Regions from separate parts of the Mus musculus genome. Here all the other regions are linked to region 2. The links are chromatin contacts, called in public HiChIP or PLAC-seq and promoter capture Hi-C maps. All regions are on one chromosome and are shown on one strand. Each heading gives the region's core, a stretch centred on a gene start, on an enhancer-like site or on the middle of the called end of the contact. The rest is flanking DNA. Distances are from core to core; before and after follow the strand shown.

The links. Promoter capture Hi-C pulls out the DNA fragments that hold promoters and counts their contacts. HiChIP or PLAC-seq counts read pairs in DNA pulled down with a chosen protein or histone mark.
Region 1: a contact with region 2 is called in an H3K4me3 HiChIP or PLAC-seq map of embryonic forebrain, with 2.7 times the contacts expected there. The contact joins the enhancer-like site here to the promoter of Susd4 in region 2. A contact is called at or near these places in 4 of 39 promoter capture datasets (the 3T3-L1 cell line, 3T3-L1-derived adipocytes, the C10 cell line and 1 more) and 3 of 115 datasets of contacts at active chromatin or transcription factors (embryonic forebrain and embryonic stem cells).
Region 3: a promoter capture Hi-C map of neutrophils shows a contact between it and region 2, with 8 times the contacts expected there. The contact joins the enhancer-like site here to the promoter of Susd4 in region 2. A contact is called at or near these places in 4 of 39 promoter capture datasets (cranial neural crest, embryonic stem cells, maxillary cranial neural crest and 1 more) and 3 of 115 datasets of contacts at active chromatin or transcription factors (embryonic midbrain, embryonic stem cells and neural tube).

Annotation. Positions count from the first base shown.
Region 1 is chr1:183,094,378-183,097,243 of GRCm38.p6, forward strand. It overlaps Disp1 (dispatched RND transporter family member 1), which reads right to left. Exons shown (of 10, transcript NM_026866.3): 9 at 1,867-1,964. Among named protein-coding and RNA genes, the nearest start is that of Gm33747, 30 kb to the left of the region's middle. Within about 2 kb of position 1,499, at least 14 of the 459 cell types and tissues checked have an H3K27ac peak or open chromatin away from gene starts, as enhancers often do. A contact at or near this core is called in embryonic forebrain, where this site is marked.
Region 2 is chr1:182,762,764-182,766,028 of GRCm38.p6, forward strand. It overlaps Susd4 (sushi domain containing 4), which reads left to right and starts at 1,453. Exons shown (of 9, transcript NM_001356461.1): 1 at 1,453-1,633; 2 at 2,243-2,425. The coding sequence starts at 2,278.
Region 3 is chr1:183,192,664-183,195,896 of GRCm38.p6, forward strand. All of the region lies in intron 2 of Disp1 (dispatched RND transporter family member 1), which reads right to left. Among named protein-coding and RNA genes, the nearest start is that of Disp1, 27 kb to the right of the region's middle. Within about 2 kb of position 1,823, at least 28 of the 459 cell types and tissues checked have an H3K27ac peak or open chromatin away from gene starts, as enhancers often do.

The DNA of each region.
Region 1 (2,866 bases), core at 249-2,748, 330 kb after region 2:
GTAAAGGTGCCTGTGGCCAGCCTTGAGGACTTGAGTTCAATCCCCAGGACCCACATGGAAGGAGAGAACTGGCTCCTGCAAGTTTCCTCTTGTCTCCACATGTGTGCTGGGATAGGTGTACCCAGGTGTGCGCGGACACACACAAACACACACACGTGGAGATTAAAAAAGGAACTTTGCACATAACATCATACTTTTTTTACCAAGAGGATGAGAGAGGAGGTGGGAGACGCCTCAGTCTGTAGAGTGCTTGCTATGTCAGCATGAGGACCGGAGTTCGAATCCCAGAACCCATGATCACAAATCACAGCAAACCCAGGCAGGCATGCTGGCATGTGCATTTAATTTCAGTGCTGGGGACACAGTGACATGTAGATCCCTGTGTGTGCTGGCAGACAATCTAGTCTACTCAGCGAGTCCCAGCCCTCTGTGAGGAACGATAGCCGAGGCTATCCTCTGAGTCTACTCAGCGAGTCCCAGCCCACTGTGAGGAACGGATAGCTGAGGCTATCCTCTGGCTTCCACATTCGTGAGTTCCAGTTTCCAAAACACATACTTGTTCCTCTCCTAACTTATTACCCCTTGGTGGCTTGGGCGGAAAAAATGCCACTGGAAGGGATTCTGTTGTCTGGTGACCGGGAGGTCACTTACAGCTCCCCGCAGGCTTTGCTTAATTGAGGGCAAGTCTCTCCTCACTTTCATTTTCCCTCCCAGTATTTCCCCTTTCTATATTCCTTCAGTCTGTTCTTGCTTAGGTGTCCCTTCCGTGTAAGCTACCTCACACGCCTCACACGGATCACCTGACACACACAGATGAAGCCCTGACACCTGTTCTTGCTTAGGTGTCCCTTCTGTGTAAGCTACCTCTCACGGATCACCTGACACATGCACACAGAGGAAGCCCTGACTACACTGCTTTCACAGCTGAAAGGCACAGGGCTGCTTTTGAAGTCTTAGCGTCTAACACATACTAAGAGAATAAGCTGAATCAAACTTATTCCAGGCCGCGTGGACTCTTTAACGGCCATTCAGGTAGAGAATGGCAAGGGCAGCAAGTCAGACACAAAACCAGGGGTGGGGGACAGTCTTCAGCACAGAAGCACAAAGCATAGAGGGTGGGGACAGTCTCTGGCCGCAGAGCTGGCTGGCTTCACAGGAAGTGCTTGTCCTCCTGGATCTAGTGTCTTCCAAAGCAGCAAGGTGGTTAGAGCTGGAGGAAGCTGGTTTGGAGTAGAGCTCATTGAGACAGGCACTGCACTAAGGTCTTTTGATGCCCCCATCCCCCACCTCTCCACCCTTTCCTAGACTGCTTCCCAAATTCTCCTTTGAAATCACTGGCTGGAGTAATCACTGACTGCAAGAGAGGCATGTATGTCTTTAACTGCACAGTGACAATGATGACAAGTAACGAGGGGAGGGGCGGTGTGACGAGGGGAGGAGCTATGTGGTGAGGGGAGGGGTGATGTGAAAAGGAGAGGGGCAGTGTGATGAGGGCAGGGGCAGATATGACGAGGGGAGGGCAGTGTGCAGAGCAGAGACACTGAATTAAGAAGATCCAGTAGGAGAAGACAGAGAGCCTTCACTATTATCCTGAAAAGAACCCGCTGTGAAATAACAGAAGACTAGCATAGCGAGAGGATATGAGCAGCAAAGGAGAGGGCTCTTTATTAAAGAAGGCAGTGTGTTTCTAAAGACGGGGAAACACAGGACTCTGACGCTGGGATCCCGACAGCACACCGGCCTGCTGGGGCCTGCTCCACAGCGGAAAGCCCCGTTGGCTTTCATTGGTCAGACAGCAAGGCAGAGGCAGATGTTCCGTAACATGACTTTATTGTGCTGAATTGATTTCAGCTGTGTTTTACATACCCTGGAATTATCCACATCACACATCGACTTAATTGCAGGTAAATTCCACAGAGTCTCCCCTCCTGCTGAAGCAAACACTACTCTGGAGTATCCATCACCTGGGAAGACGAAAAGAAAAATGTTTATCAGTTATTTATTTGACTAGAGTTGGAACTCACAAACAATTCAAACAAGAAACTACACAGACAATTTGTTAGGAGCAGGGAAATCTTTTCTTTGATAAGTTTCAGGAGAACGTGTGTGTGTGTGTCACTTTACCTCAAAGCCTGTACCTACTCAATGCATGACGACCTTGTGGTAAGAATCTAACAAACCTGTTTCTGATCACGTTATAATTAGGAAGAAAAGGCCGTAAGATACCAGCAGAAAATTAACTGAAGGTATTTCTTCTTTCCTATAATGGCACGAGAAATATTAGAACGGCACACTAGAGAATATCAAAAAGGACCAGAAGGGTGGTTTCTCTAGCAGCTGACTACAGAGCTAACTGAATCAAAGCTCCCCAGGAGAGGCGGGAGCACTGCATGCCAGGACCACAGGCTCACTGCCCTTGGTAACTGCCCTCGCTGCTACCCTTTTACCCCAGAGTCAGAGAGAGAATGTGAGTGTGGGTACCACCAACACAGACACTGTGAACAAGGAGGTGTATGCTGTGGGGGGTCGGGTCTTTAACTCCGACCTGGCTGTGACCAAATGCAAGCCTAAGATAATGTCCCTGGGCCTACTTCCTCGGGTAAACCCCGTGTAAACCATGACAAGACCTATGTCAAATAATCCTGAGAATGGAACGGAGGCAGGTGCTCTAAGAGAAGGCTTGTCTGGGTTACTTAAAAGGTTTAGAATGTATCAAAGGAGATAAAGTAGGTTAACTTTACCTAAAGTGCCTAATTTTGTTAGCAAATCAACTGACACATGTATGATGACCTTTATAAATGGCTTTATTCATGATCATTCAGTTGTCCTTAGCAAACACTTACGTTCACCAAAGAGCTACTGTCAT
Region 2 (3,265 bases), core at 203-2,702:
TTAGGACCTTGGAAACACAGAAAAATGCCCAAGTAATGCTTTGGGCTTCAGAGTTCAGGCTTTAGCAGAAATGCATTTGTGATAACCAAAACTGTTCAACTTACTCCGTGCAAAGCTGACATCTCAATTTTACAAATCGAAAAAAAAAATCAACAACATTGAACTAGATTTATCTACTAAAAGCTAATTTCTCCTGCAAGAATTTGTTAAAATTACTCGCAGTAAAAGCCAACACGGTAAAAGCTGTAATTTCCAAACTACCTTCAGTATGTGAGATTTTGGGAAAGTCGATAGAAGGACGAGATGATTTGGTGGCTGTATCAGAAACATGGTTTTTCATATCCACAAATTGCTACAGAATAATGGGGATCCAGTGGTTCAAAAATACTGCCTGCCGGCCCTACCTCATTAAGGCACACCCCTTAATCACCAAGGCTCACACAAGTACCCTAGGAGCCGGCCCAGACCTCAGAGGGAGGTCTAGCTTGCTGGGGAACAGCAAAGGTTGGGAGAACAGAGCTAGCAGCAGGCTGAACTTAAGACACCAGGAAGGGACCGCTGACCAGGGGAACGTTCTTTCCTGGGGACCCCTGATCCTTTCGGGTTCTTACCCAAAGGAAATAAGCTTCCGGTGATATCCAGCTTTCCCGCATTGGCACCCATCATCTCACTGCCCGGTCACTTGTCTCCCTGAGGGAGAGCCTCTCAAGAGAAAGCTCCGAGAGATGCTTGCGTCTATCTCCAAGGCAGCCAAGAGGGAAAATGCCGACGGTGCAAGGGACGGGAGACAGAGACCCAGCCTCCTCGGGCTGTCCACTGGGCTCTAGGGGAAGCTCACACCCGTGGAGATGTTCGGGGTCACCAAGAACTTGAGGTTTTAGCAGCAAGGGTTGTGCTTACACCGCCCCATTCAAGTTAACCCTGTCATCGGTGATGGTCCTGGGTGGGATCATCCTGTCCACCTCCACCTTCGAGGTCACAGCCTCTGGTGGCACACACGGGGCTAAGGGCTCCAGAGGCCACTGGTGAAGGATCGCGGCGCAGACCTGCGGTGTGTGCGCGTGCGTGTGCCTGGGTATGTGTGCGTGCATACGCGTATGCGCGTGTGTGAATGCGTGTGCGTGTGTGCCGCCGCCTGGCGACTCGTGCCCGACAGGTGCAGGCGCGCCGGCTTCCCATTGGCCACGGCGTCCTCCTCCGCCCACGCCATCCCCTTACCCCTGCTACCGGCGCTGGCTGGGACCCGCCGAGGCGCGTGCAGGCCCGCGCGCCCCTGCCCTTCCCGCGCGCGCCCGGGCCTCGTCCCTTCCTCCCCCTCTCCGCGCCGCCGCCGCGCGCTCCCGAGCTCAGGTAGCGGGCGCGCGCAGCCCGGCAGCCGTGGCCCTCGTCACCCCCGCCCCCGGCCACTCGGGGGAGCCCGGGGAGGGAGCGCGCGGCGGGACGGGCGGGGGCGGTGTAGCCCGGCAGCCGCCGAGGCTTCCGTCTCGCTCGCTCGCTCGCTCCTCTGTCTTGCTCGCTCGCTCGCTTGCTTGCTCGCGCAGAGGCGGCAGCAGAGGTCGCGCACAGATGCGGGTTAGACTGGCGGGGGGAGGAGGCGGAGGAGGGAAGGAAGCTGCATGCATGAGACCCACAGGTAAGAGCCGGAGCCCGGAAGGGGCTTGCCTGCCCCGGGGAGGCGTGCGCAGGCCGGGCTGGGCGAGTTGGCTCCTGGCTCAGCTCCCCTAAGGGAGGAATTTTTAAAATAAAAATAACAGCTCAGATTTCATAAGGGACTGGGGCAATAGGAGCCTCCCAATCCTTGGAAAAGCAGAGAAGTATCCAGGGGCAGCAGGGGGCACATTGTGAGATTCCTCAGAGTGAAATGTACAGGCCCGGGGAAAAGTGTTTTCTCAGCCGCTTGATGCTATAAGGCTTTAGACTTTCCTGTCATGATCAGAGCCGCTGAATCCCGGGGACCAGCACAGAGCCAGTGTGCACTAACCCCTGTCCTCTCTCCCCTCCTCCATCCCTCCCGCACGCGCAGTATCCCATGGTGGCTGCTACTCTCTGGACCCTGCATGGGGGGTGGCAGGGAGGATCTCGCTGTGGGAAAGGGGGCGGGGGCTGCGCAGGGGCGAACAGGGATGGGATGGGATGGAGCCCGCAAAGCCCAGGCACCGGGCCCCCAGGGTGGAGGAGGGAGAGCTTGGCCCCAGAGCCCGGGCAACCCCGGGGTATTGTCGTGTTCCGCTCCTGGTTGCAGACTCTCGCAAGCTGGATGCCCTCTGTGGATGAAAGATGTATCATGGAATGAACCCGAGCAATGGAGATGGATTTCTAGAGCAGCAGCTGCAGCAACAGCAGCCTCAGTCCCCCCAGAGACTCTTGGCCGTGATCCTGTGGTTTCAACTGGCGCTGTGCTTTGGCCCTGCACAGCTCACGGGTGGTGAGTGACCCCGCTGTGGTGGGGGGAGCTTTGAATGGCCCAGCAGGGAGGGGAGACTGTACCGACCGGACAGCACTGCGCCTTCTGCATACGTGCAGACTTTAGGGGTGCCTGAGAAATAGAGTCCCTGTGTCCCAGCCTTCTGCAAAACCCCTGGAGTTCACAGAAAATTGTGTGGAACCGGTGTAGGTTCGCACACCCACCGGCAGCCCAATTGGGCTTTTCTGAAGGAAGGATAAGAAGCCTGGCACATTTTCCCATTTTGGCCCAGAGGAAAAAGAGGATCAAAGGAGTGTGTGGGGGTGGGGGTGGGGGGAAGCAGTGTATTTGTAGCCCTTCGACCCTTGATCTTTGCCCTTCACACACAGGTCAGGTTTGGGCTTCTGGATTTGAACTACTTTAGAATAAACCGTCTTGAAGAATGTGAAGGGTCTGAAAACATGGTCAGACCAGTTGAAGGACAGGTTTATTTGAAAGTTAACTTTCTCTTTCTTGGAGGTGGTGTGCTGAGGCATGTCTGTGACTGTTGGGGGTGGGGAAGGGCTGCAGAGTTCCCTTCAGGTATGTTTCTGGAAGACTGCTTAGCGAGGTCTGAATTACGGTGGGGATTAAGTCAAGGACTCTTCTGTGAAGTGGAAGTTCTGAAACCAAATTGATAGCCCCAGTCCCTGTAAGGCGGCTAATCTATAATATGCTTGATTCCAAGCGAGAGGGCTATCTTTTGGTTGTGGTCAAGGAAGACAGATGGAGTTCCGGTCTGAATTTCTCCCCCTTAAGTCTCCCCCTTTCTTCCTTGTGCACCACCGTCCATCATTCCTGCCTGTTCCGGATCCTCCTTGA
Region 3 (3,233 bases), core at 573-3,072, 430 kb after region 2:
ACATGCACGATTACCATTCCATAACCATTTTGGAAGTATGAGTTCTAAGCGTCCAGTGGGACTGGGGGAGGGTAAGAGCTGGCTATGTAGCCTGATGAGCCGTGAACTAGCGATCCTCCTGCTTCAGCCTCCCATGTGCTACGGTCACAGGGACCCTCTTCGGGACCAGCTCCACAATGTCTACTGTACGTCTATGCATGGCTCCTCAGCAGCCGTTCAGATTTACTCTCCATGCTTTAAAAACTGAGGCGTGTACTTTGAGAATGTAGAAATGGTAAATGTGTTGACTTAATCCTTCCAGGTGGGCACCATATCATTTTATACACAACTCTTGCTTACCACTGTAACTGACCACTGAAGTAAATTCTGTTCTGCCTCACTTCCAGATACCCAGTGGAAGGAACAGAATATGGAAGCAGAGCAGGGCATACAGTGGGGCTGACACTCCAATCAGTGTCGGGAGGATGTATTACTCATTGTCAGCGTTGGAATGAATAAAAAGAAGAGACAAATGTGGGCACATGTGCTACACAGGGACCTACAACATTGCTTTCTTCAAGTCTTGCCGGTCGGTCCATGGAACTTGAAAGTCACGGACACAGTTTTACTTAGCTAACAATTTTAGCAAATCAGCTAAGCTCAGAGTTAGTTAAGGCTGGAATGTGCTGGATGAAACTAGAGTATCTTCTCATCACAGAATGTGAGAAAGTGCTCACATGTCATGAGGATGGATCAAAAGAACACAGAAGTTGGCAGAAAGGGTTAATTTTACCTGCCATGTCTGGGACAACTTGAGGGCGGATAGAAATACGGATGTAAGGCCTGACTTTCATGCAGGTCATGGGAAGCCTGCATCTCCAGATAAAGAGCGAATGCAGTAGAGTCACGAAAACTCCGTTCATAGAGTTCTTAAAATGCTGTGCTTTCATACAGCTACAAAATTCAAACAGTATGCATAAGCCATAAAAATCCTAATGGAGAGTATGTAATAACACACAGAATTAGTCACAGCAAAGTGTCTTTCCACTGTAGGTCTGCCTGTGTCCTAACAGCCTCTGAGTAGTGACTCTACTGAGACCACATGAACTAACTAACAGCCTGAAGGCACAACTATCCTCCATCAGCCAGAAACAGTCTCTCTATATTGCAAACCTGGTCACAGCTGACCCCGACCCGGGAGCCATGTGCTTCCTACCTCCTACCCTCATACGGCCTCCACCCAGCATGTTCTGTGTCTACACTGTCACCCTCTCTGCTCTAGTGTGCTGTGTCTACACTGCTACCCTCTACTCTGCCGTGCTATCTCTGGATACTGCTGTCCTGCATCAGTTCACAGAGTGGGTTGAAACTTCAATTACTGTTCAAACCCAGTCCTCTTTTTATATTCAAAGTTCATCCTTCATGACTGAAAACTAAATTTTAGCAAACTGTTGACAGAGTTCCTCTACCCACTTCACAGTATCTTAGAGGACTCACTTGGAATGACAATTATCAGTACAAATCCTGGGGTAATTGTTCCATTCTGTTCCCTCCACATGGCACAGTGCCATATCATGTATTTTTTTATATTCAGAAAAACTCAGTCTTACTCAGAAACAGCTTGGAAAGTTGGCTCATGGCCTATTTGAAACTGATACTAAAGCTTAAATACCTTCTGAGCAAAGTTATACTAACTTCAAACTACTCTGGGATCAAGCATTAAAGTATTTTTGTTTCGGTCACGACACTAATGAACAGCAAATGCTGGAATGTGTTTTAGTGGTCAAGTGCACCGAGGACTGTCTTAAAATGAAAGCTGGATCGGCTGCCCATTGCATAACGAAAGGCAGATTAGCCAGCACTGATACAGATACACTCCAAAGAGTCAATACTTCAGTGTGCAATCAAGCATAAGAAGGTTTAATTCAAAAAGCCTGCTCAATTAGCCATATTTTTTCTTAAAAAAAAAAAAAAAAAAAAAAAAAAAAAAACACCACCAAACGCCCACCTTCTAGGCTGCACTTGAAAGCCTCCTTTCTTTCACTTGTTGCACAAGGAACTCTCCCTTCACCCTGATTCCCCCATTACTATAATAAAGCTTAGGTGAGGTCACTAGGCTTAACTCTTCCCTCTCCGAAATCAGTTCACGTAGGGCAGGAGAATTGATACCAATGCGTCAGGATCCGTCCAAGTGGCAAGAACTGTGATGGACCCGTAGGAGACGGTAATGGAGTGACTCCTCTGTCGAGTCTTGCTACGCTTCCCCACTCCGTGCTGACTAGACCGGCTACGCCTCCTGTGCCCTCACCCCCATGCCAGGTGGGGCAGCCATGACTGTCAGCGCCATCTGTTTCTTCGTCATCTTTCATTCGTCTCCTTCTTGTCTTGGGATGGCCGTTTTGATTTTACCCTTTGGAGCCTTTAATGCGGACTTTTCAAAGCCCCGGGGTGTGGATGCTTTGTGTGTCACCAGTCACTGCTCACTCACTCCTGTGCGAATAGTCTTCAGCTCTTGCTTGCGCTGCTAACACTGCTCAGGGGTGGCTCATCTCCATGTTTCATTCTAGGCTCGGGGCACAGATAACTAAGAGTTTGTAAGATGTACCACATAAAACAACACAGGCCTGTAATTCTATCTACACAGAAATCTAAACGGGAAGATAGAGCTCCAGGGCTCTGTGGGCTGCAGAACAAAGTCAAGCCCAGCCTGAGCAACAGGGCAAGAGCCTGTCTCGAGATGTTTTCCACAGTCGAGGTGGGAAGGGGTGTGGCTCAGGGTAGGGTACCTGCCTGGCACACAGGAGGCTCTAAATTCAGCCCACAGTTTGGGGATGGGGATAAAGACTGACCAAGCTATTTAAAAATGACTTAGTAAAATAAATAGTGCAAATATTTGATTCTTAAAATGAAAGCTCAAAATTTATAGAGACTTGATGAGCAGTGTCCATCACCTCAGGTTCCCACACAGTTACAAGTGACCTAGTGACAGAGCACCGCTGCCTGTCTTCACGCCCTTCCCCTTGGCTCTGCTTTGTCAGTGTGGCTGGGATGCAGTGTGTGCAGTGGTGAAGCTGCATTTCTGTTTGTGTTGACCTTAGATCTGCACAGATTCCCTAACTAGTTAGAATCAAAGAGGTTTATCATGCTACTATTAGATACAAAGAGAGAGACTAAAAATCCTTTAAAGCAAACATGCTGTTCTATGTTACCATGGTATACACCTTTAAAAATACAATATGTACAAAACTCTGCCA